Linked DNA regions of Mus musculus: region 1 is linked to region 2. Evidence: chromatin contacts called from public HiChIP or PLAC-seq data. All regions are on one chromosome and are shown on one strand. Each heading gives the region's core, a stretch centred on a gene start, on an enhancer-like site or on the middle of the called end of the contact. The rest is flanking DNA. Distances are from core to core; before and after follow the strand shown.

Region 1 (3,397 bases), core at 363-2,862, 43 kb before region 2:
CTTGCCCTGCAGATTGTACCTGTAGCCCCAGTAGCCCCCGTTCCTCACAGGCTGCTTTTGGTTTGTTTTGAGGCCAGGCCTCCAGTAACTCAGGCTAGTTGGAACTCTCCTAGTGACTGAGGGTGACCTTGAACTTCTGATCCTCCCGCTTCTACTCCCAAGTAGTAGGAGCACGCACACAAGCTGTGTACCCCTATGCCTGGCTTATCCGATGCTGGGAAGCAAACCCAGGGCAAGCACCCTACCAACTGAACCCCAATGCCTAACCTGCGCCAGCCGTCTGAGTCCACAGACCTCTGTACCCTTGACTATGCCTGGTAAGGGCACTCAGCAGAGCCTCGTCACCACTGCTGTGGCAGGAGGGGATCGGGAGAGCGGAGAACGGAGAGAAAGAACATTCGCTCGAATAGGAGAAGAAGCAGGCTATGAGCCTCAGAGGCTCAACATCAGCTGACTTTGGGGTCCCCTGAGGTGAGCTCAGCCATCTGCAGAGACAGAACAGACTGAAGTCTCTGTCACTTCTTCAGCCTCAGTTCCATACCCAGCACCCCAGACTCTGGTGTCCCCACAGCCTGAATCACCGAGGCTCCTGGTCACTGCCTGGGCACACCTTCTCCACCCCTCAGCTCCTCACAGTCAAAGTCCCTTTTCCTCCCTCTCCCTCCTGACTCATGGCCTGGGAAGGCTGCCTGGCTGGTGGCCTTTCTATTAGGAGCTTGGTCACCCCTCAACTGCTTTCCATCCCCAGTTCTGCTCGTTACCATTGGATGATCTTGCCCTAGTCCCTGGCTTCTGCTTCTCCATGATCCATGGGTCACTACGTGCAACAGGAGCGGAGCCTGTCAGCACAGCACTGACCCACAGTGCAGACAGGGTGCCAGCCAGAGGGAGGCCTGCTGCCTGCCCCAGGCCTGCGGGGTGGGGGTGGGGGGTGGACTGTTATGGAACAAAGCAGAGTACCCATGATGCTGAAATCACTGATCTGACCGCTTCCCACTCAGTGATGTAGCAGCTGAGGCTCGGCACCTGGAATGACTTGGCCTAATGTCTTCTCAGAGGTGGTACCATGCTGACCACTCAACAACCCTGTCTCACATGTTGGCCCATGAGAGGGTATGCTACTACCTCTCCCTCTCATGTGCACAGCTTACAGCCACTGACTACTACTGGAAGAGGCACCTGAGACCCTTCATCTGTCAGCTCTCGTCTGTGTCTCTCCCTGGCAGACAAATCCTGCCTACCCAAGAGAGAATAGCCACAGCACATAGTGCCCAGGATGCCAGCCCATGCTGTGGCTACGGTGGCCTTGGCCATGTCCCTTCCTCTTCCTCAGCCTTGCTTTGTTTAGCAGGTTTGTGTTTCCTCCTCTGTGCTGGGAGCGGGGGCACCGTGAGGAATCTGCTCTGGATTCACTCTGATAGTCCATGCTTCTCAGGGGGGTCATAGCCTGGGCTCCTGCCTCCTGTCTTGCACTCCCTCTGTCAGGAGGAGAGAACTGGGTAGGCCAGTACCCTGCCCCTCCCCATGCCTGGCTGAGCCTCCTCCTACCTCAGCTCAGCGGCTGTATCCTTGACCCTACGGCCTGCTTGGGGCTGGTGAATTCAGAGGCTAGCTTCTTTGTTCAGACAAGCAGGAGGGAGGAGAAAAGCTGTTCTCCAGGCAGCAAAGCTTTTAGATAAACACCACAGAGGAATTGGGTTCCTTCAGAGAAGAAACCAGATCCACTGGCTGATAGCGCCCGGGGGACAGGAGTGCAGTTCGGTCTGGCCGGGAAGCCAGCACTAAGGCCTCTTTATCCAGCTTAGCACCTGCTGCCGGCCCTGGCAAGCAGGCAGCTCAGGTGACTGGGCCCTGGTCCCAGGCGAAGGCCCCATCAGCTCCCAGGCTCCAGGATGGCCAGACCCCACCCCCTCTCCCTCCTGACATCCCTTCCTAGTCTTTTAGACCTGTGGGAACTGTGAACTGTTTTTCTTGAGGTGACCCCTCTTAGATCACACACACACACACACACACACACACACACACACACACACACACTCCTTCCTTCTCAGGCCCTTGGAGTATCTGTCCCCACCACTACCGTAAGACAGTTAATAGCTATCTATATCCACATAGACAAGCCCCTTCCTACCCATTCCACCTGGCCAGGGGTCTCAGGAATCACTATGGCCCAGCTTTTCTGAGGAAGAAACTGAACCCTGGAAGGGTAATGGGCCCATGCAGAACAACACAGAGACAGCTGAGCCCCGATTCCCCTCAGCTCCAGGGCCCATCACTGGGCTTTTGGATGCCCCTGACTCCATCCCAGGGAAGCTCACCGGCGTGGTGTCATCGTGCGAGCGTTGGTAGCGCTTCCAGCGGCAGCCATAGATGCCTGTGAGGCATGAGAGGCACAGTTGGGGCTCGTAGTATTGCAGGGGCTGGTGTCTCACCATGCTCGTGCCCGCAGCCCTGCTGCCTGGCCCTTAAGCTCCCATGGAGGCCCCTGGCTGGTGCTAGAGGAGAAAGCACAGGGTGTGAGTCAGGGCAAGCGTGAGGAGTTATTCCTGCAGGAGTCACCCCAACCTAGAGCAGGGAGGTTATCCTCTCTGGAGCCCTTCTGGAAGTCCTAGGTCCCTGGGACGTGTCCCTGCGACTCGTCCTCTGACTTCTTCCCCGTCGGACATACTGACGTCTTCAGCGTTTGCCACCCATACCTAGTACGGTTCCGTTTTCACTTTCATTGGAAACCTTCATGGCCCCTCTTTCCTTCTCTCTCAGCTCATCGTCTAGCCTAGGCTAGCCCTGGACTTTTGATATTCCTACCCCAGCCTCGAGAGCTGACATCCCTTCCTAGTCTTTTAGACCTGTGGGAACTGTGAACTGTTTTTCTTGAGGTGACCCCTCAAGATGGCATGCACCATCGTCCCCGGGTTCCTTAGACTTTTCCAGATGGCCTTCTGCAGACCTGGAGCCCCTCCCCCCCCTCCCCAAGCTCCCTTCTCTGATCTCAGCTTTATTCTCTCAGCAGCATTGTTAGATATAACATATCTGCTTATTCAGTTTGTCTGCCCACCCCCACTGTAAGTTCCATGAAGGCAATGAGTTTTGTCTTTTTAATGCTCTGCTGTCTCCCCCATAACTGGAACAGAGCCTGGCAATAGCACACTTTCAAAATAAACATTCTACAAAATCCATTATCATAAACACTAACAGGCACCGAGGGATTGAGACAGGGCTGGCACCGGGAAGTGCCACACTCGTTCATGCTTCCCTAAAGTGGCATCAAAACCCCCTAAAGTGGCGGGCACCCTCTCCTAAAGCCGTCTGACAGTTGAGCAAACCAAGGCTCAGAGGGAGAACAGGTAGTGCCTGGCCTGTAAGCACACCATGTGAGGGTCTGGAACAGTCAAGCACC
Region 2 (3,652 bases), core at 228-2,727:
TTTAGGACCTGGGGTCACTGTGCCCCCCACAAGTCTTCAGTGTCCTCATTAATAATGCCAAAGGAAGGTGGCTGAGTTCTGAGGGACCACAGCTCCAGCTTCCACATGGCTGTGTCTTGGGGACCAATATGGTGAGTCCTTTAACAGATAAAGAGTACTTCAGTAACTTGGGGACATTAACTATGGGAAGCAGGTTGTCCCTCCAGCCCGGACCCCGGGAAGAGATCTTTTGGAACAGGGAAGCCCTGCCTTCAACGCAGGTTCACCTTTCCTGGGAGGTGGCATGCCCATGACCCAAGAGTGGCTGGTAAGAAGGACCTCTTCGGCTTCAGGACCAGTGCCTGGATTTCGATGCCCCAGAGGCCCCCACCCTGCCAAGCTCTCACGTGCATGCAGGCTATCCACTTCTTTTCTTCTCCCCTCCCTCTTTGCTCTTTCTCTCTTTATCTTCTCCCTTCTCCCCAGTCTAATCCTCAACATGGAAGGCAGAGGACCTCAACCCTGCCACGCCTCAGTTTCCCCAACTGTCTGCGCCCATAACAATACACAATAGCTTTTATCTCGGGGTTGCTATGAGCTTTGGATAAGGAACGACTTGTGCAAGGGCGGGGCTCGGACCTGCACACAATGGGCACTCAATAAGTGCGGGCTTCTCTCTACTATCTTTCGCGCGCCCTCTCCTAAACAGTTCACTCTCTGCCCGTGTCCCCTCCACGCCCTCCGCTGACCCGGGCCCTGCCTCTAAGGCTCCCGGGACTGCTCCCGCCGCGCATCCGGGGCTCTCACCTGCAACCTCCGCTCGCTGGAGACTGTGGCAGGAGAAGCCCCTGTGTTCCCCTGGGAGCAAGCACCCCAAGATCCTTAACCTAGGGCGGAGAAAGGTGGCAGCTTCGACTCGCCCAGGGGTTCGGTCCGACTGTTCTGCCTGCTTGGGACCCCTCACGGTGCGCTGGACCCGGGCGGTGCCAGTACAGTTTCAAGTCCGGAGCAGTTCGGTCCAAGGCAGCTGAAGATTTGGTTCTCCAGGAGCTGGAGGCCGGTGGGCGTCCCGGCTCCTCTACACTCAAGTCCCAGAGCTGGGGCCACCTTGCGCCGACCAGGGGGCGGAGGACACTCCAGCAGAGATGGGTCAGTATGATGGGGCCGAGAACGTCCCGTCTCGGAACTCCGGATCAAGGCCGGGGCTCGAACGTCCCAGCAGCTCCAGACCACGGGGCTAGGAAAGTCCAGGCGCGGAATGCGGGGCTCGGACAAGCAGGGCAGGGCAGGGCAGGGCAGGCGGAGCGCCAGCGGCCGGAGCAAGGCGAAGAAGTCTGCCCAGGTCCCGACGCCGCTCACTCTGCAAATCTGGGCGGACCTGTGCCGGCAGCGGACTCCAGAGCTCCGGGCCGCCGCTCCACTTCCTCCTCTTACCGGCTCCCCGCTCACCGCTTGCTCAGCCTCGCGCCGCAGCCTCTGCTACTGCCGCTGTCACCCTAGCCGCCCACCCCCACCCGAGCTGCAAACCGAGCCGAGCCGAGCCGAGCCGAGCCGAGCCCTGCCGAGACAGCTCCGGAGCGCCTGCGAGCTTGGCCCCTCCCCTAAAGGGTGGGACCAACAGAAACCCCGCCCCTGGCCGGGCCGGGAGCAAAGGCGGGGCGTGAGAGACACTGCTAGGCCGGTCCCCGGCGCAGTTGGGCAGCAAGAGCCAATGGGAGAGTGGAAGAGGGGTGGAACTCTGCTGAGCGTGGTCTGGTGCCGCTGGAGAAGGACAATGAAAGCTGCGCGTAGCAAGCGAGCCAGCCGCCTGGAGATCAAGATGGTGGGCTCGGGGGCCTGGGTTGACTGTGACTGAGCACGAGGCCAGCAGTGGGAAAGGGCGAAGCATGGAGGAGGCGAGGTTAGGACTGGGATGTCCCTGGATGGCGGAACCTGGGGCGTAGCGTGATACAGCCAGCCTCTTGCTCCTCCCCGCTGCTAGGGCTCCTTGCACTGAGTAGCATTTGGGAGCAGTGCAAGGCTCTGATTTTAGGAAGCGATGCAAAAAAGTTTGTAAAAATAAAAAGCAGATCTGTTTCCCACACTTCCCCTTTCCCAGAGTTCTGCGGCTCAGGGAGGAACGTCGTTATCAGTTTCAAAAATATGAGCGGAGGTGTGTGAGGACAGCTCACTTCGAATCGTGACTTCTGTCGGCTGTGCACCTTCCCCACCCCTCCCTGTCTTTGAAGTATCCAGCGTCCTGTGTGAGGCACCGAACAGGAGTGAAGGGTTTGATATATGAATGAGTGTTGCGAGTGCGCGTGGGCAGGGCTTAAGTCACTAATTGGCTTGGGGAGCCCTAGGATGAGGCAGCCCAGCCCAGGTTCATCTGCAAGCCTCAAATCAATTTTCTGCGTGAAACCCCTTTGTCACTGCTGTGGACCAAGACTGTAGGGGGCGCATGGTGTTTTCCAGATTGCTGTTGCTGGTATAGGATTCTATCCACCAACTCTGTGACATTCCTGGACTAGACTGGCTCTGGAAGATGGCTTTAGCCTCCTAAGGCGATGCCAAGGTCATCCTTGACTACACAGTGAATGGAAGCCAGTGTGAGCCTGTCTCACAAGACATAATAATACCACCTTAAAGAAACTCAAGACACTGCAACTTGACAGTCGAATGAGTGAGGAACCACATGGGCTTAGAAGACCAAAGGAATGGCTTTCCTGACAGAAACAACAGCACTTACAAAGGACACCTCCAGAGATCTCTGCCTCGTATTGGTTAGCAGAGGCTTCCCTGAGCAGGTTACAGGCAAACTGAGGTCAAAAAAAGCTAGCAAGGTTAGTAGGAGTTGACCGTGCTCCTGAGAAATCCTGGCAGCAGTAGAGCAAAAGTCAAAGTGGGAGATTCCAGCGAGGCAGGTAGAAGGGAGTTCAGACTTATCCAAAGGACCAAAGATCTCTTAAGATCCTCCTGAGCCCACAGCCCAGCTGGATGCTGATGAGATCAAACTAGGAGGAGCTTGGAGTTTGGATTCCATTAGCAGAGGGCTGTGAGAAGTTTTCAGCACACTGTCAACATGATGGAGTTCTGTAGGGAAACAAGTGTCCTTAAAACACAGCGCCTAGGGGAGTGGCAAGGGCCTGCCTGAGGATTGAAGCTATCCATATCACACTTGGTAAGGGTGCCAAGATCTCGTATACCTTCCCCTTGGCCAAGAACCGTCAGCCTTCAGTTGTCAGCCCCACGGAGCCCTGAACTCTTAGCCTGCTATTGTAGCTCCTTGTCTTTCCACCTCTTCTCCCCCCCCCCCTCCCTCACACCTCTCTCAGATTCGCTAACAATGAACATCATCCCTACACAGTTCCTCCGAGTGGCTGCCCTTATGGTCCTCCTGGACTGTCGTGAATCCCACCTTGAGTTTATTCCTGCTCCCCTGCAGGACTGAGGTGAGAGTTGGAGAGCCAGTGCTCATCAGCTTGCCTGACTGCTGTGTCCTAGAGCCTTGCCTAGACTCAGTAATTGAGTCACAAATGTCACCTTCTCTGAGATGCCATCCTGAACTCCCAGGCAGCCTTTAGTCTGATTTGCTTACATGGAAGATTCTTTAAGAATGTTCATGCCTCATTTCCCTCCCCCTTCATGGCTGGGAGCTACTCTGTGGATGTATGTCCCCACCCACCATGGCCCT

Evidence for each region. HiChIP or PLAC-seq counts read pairs in DNA pulled down with a chosen protein or histone mark.
Region 1: an H3K4me3 HiChIP or PLAC-seq map of craniofacial prominence shows a contact between it and region 2, with 2.6 times the contacts expected there. The contact joins the enhancer-like site here to the promoter of Gdpd5 in region 2. A contact is called at or near these places in 8 of 39 promoter capture datasets (the 3T3-L1 cell line, the C10 cell line, cranial neural crest and 4 more), 44 of 484 Hi-C or Micro-C datasets (the C2C12 cell line, CD4 T cells, CD8 T cells and 29 more), 23 of 115 datasets of contacts at active chromatin or transcription factors (CD8 T cells, the HPC-7 cell line, bone marrow-derived macrophages and 17 more) and 4 of 9 other capture datasets (adipose tissue, embryonic stem cells, liver and 1 more).

What each region holds. Positions count from the first base shown.
Region 1 is chr7:99,423,151-99,426,547 of GRCm38.p6, reverse strand. Gdpd5 (glycerophosphodiester phosphodiesterase domain containing 5) reads right to left here. Exons shown (of 18, transcript NM_201352.3): 4 at 2,319-2,495. The coding sequence starts at 2,435. Among named protein-coding and RNA genes, the nearest start is that of Klhl35, 41 kb to the left of the region's middle. Within about 2 kb of position 1,612, at least 51 of the 459 cell types and tissues checked have an H3K27ac peak or open chromatin away from gene starts, as enhancers often do. A contact at or near this core is called in craniofacial prominence, epiblast stem cells, nephron progenitors and 1 more, where this site is marked.
Region 2 is chr7:99,379,343-99,382,994 of GRCm38.p6, reverse strand. Gdpd5 (glycerophosphodiester phosphodiesterase domain containing 5) reads right to left here and starts at 1,477. Exons shown (of 18, transcript NM_201352.3): 1 at 787-1,477.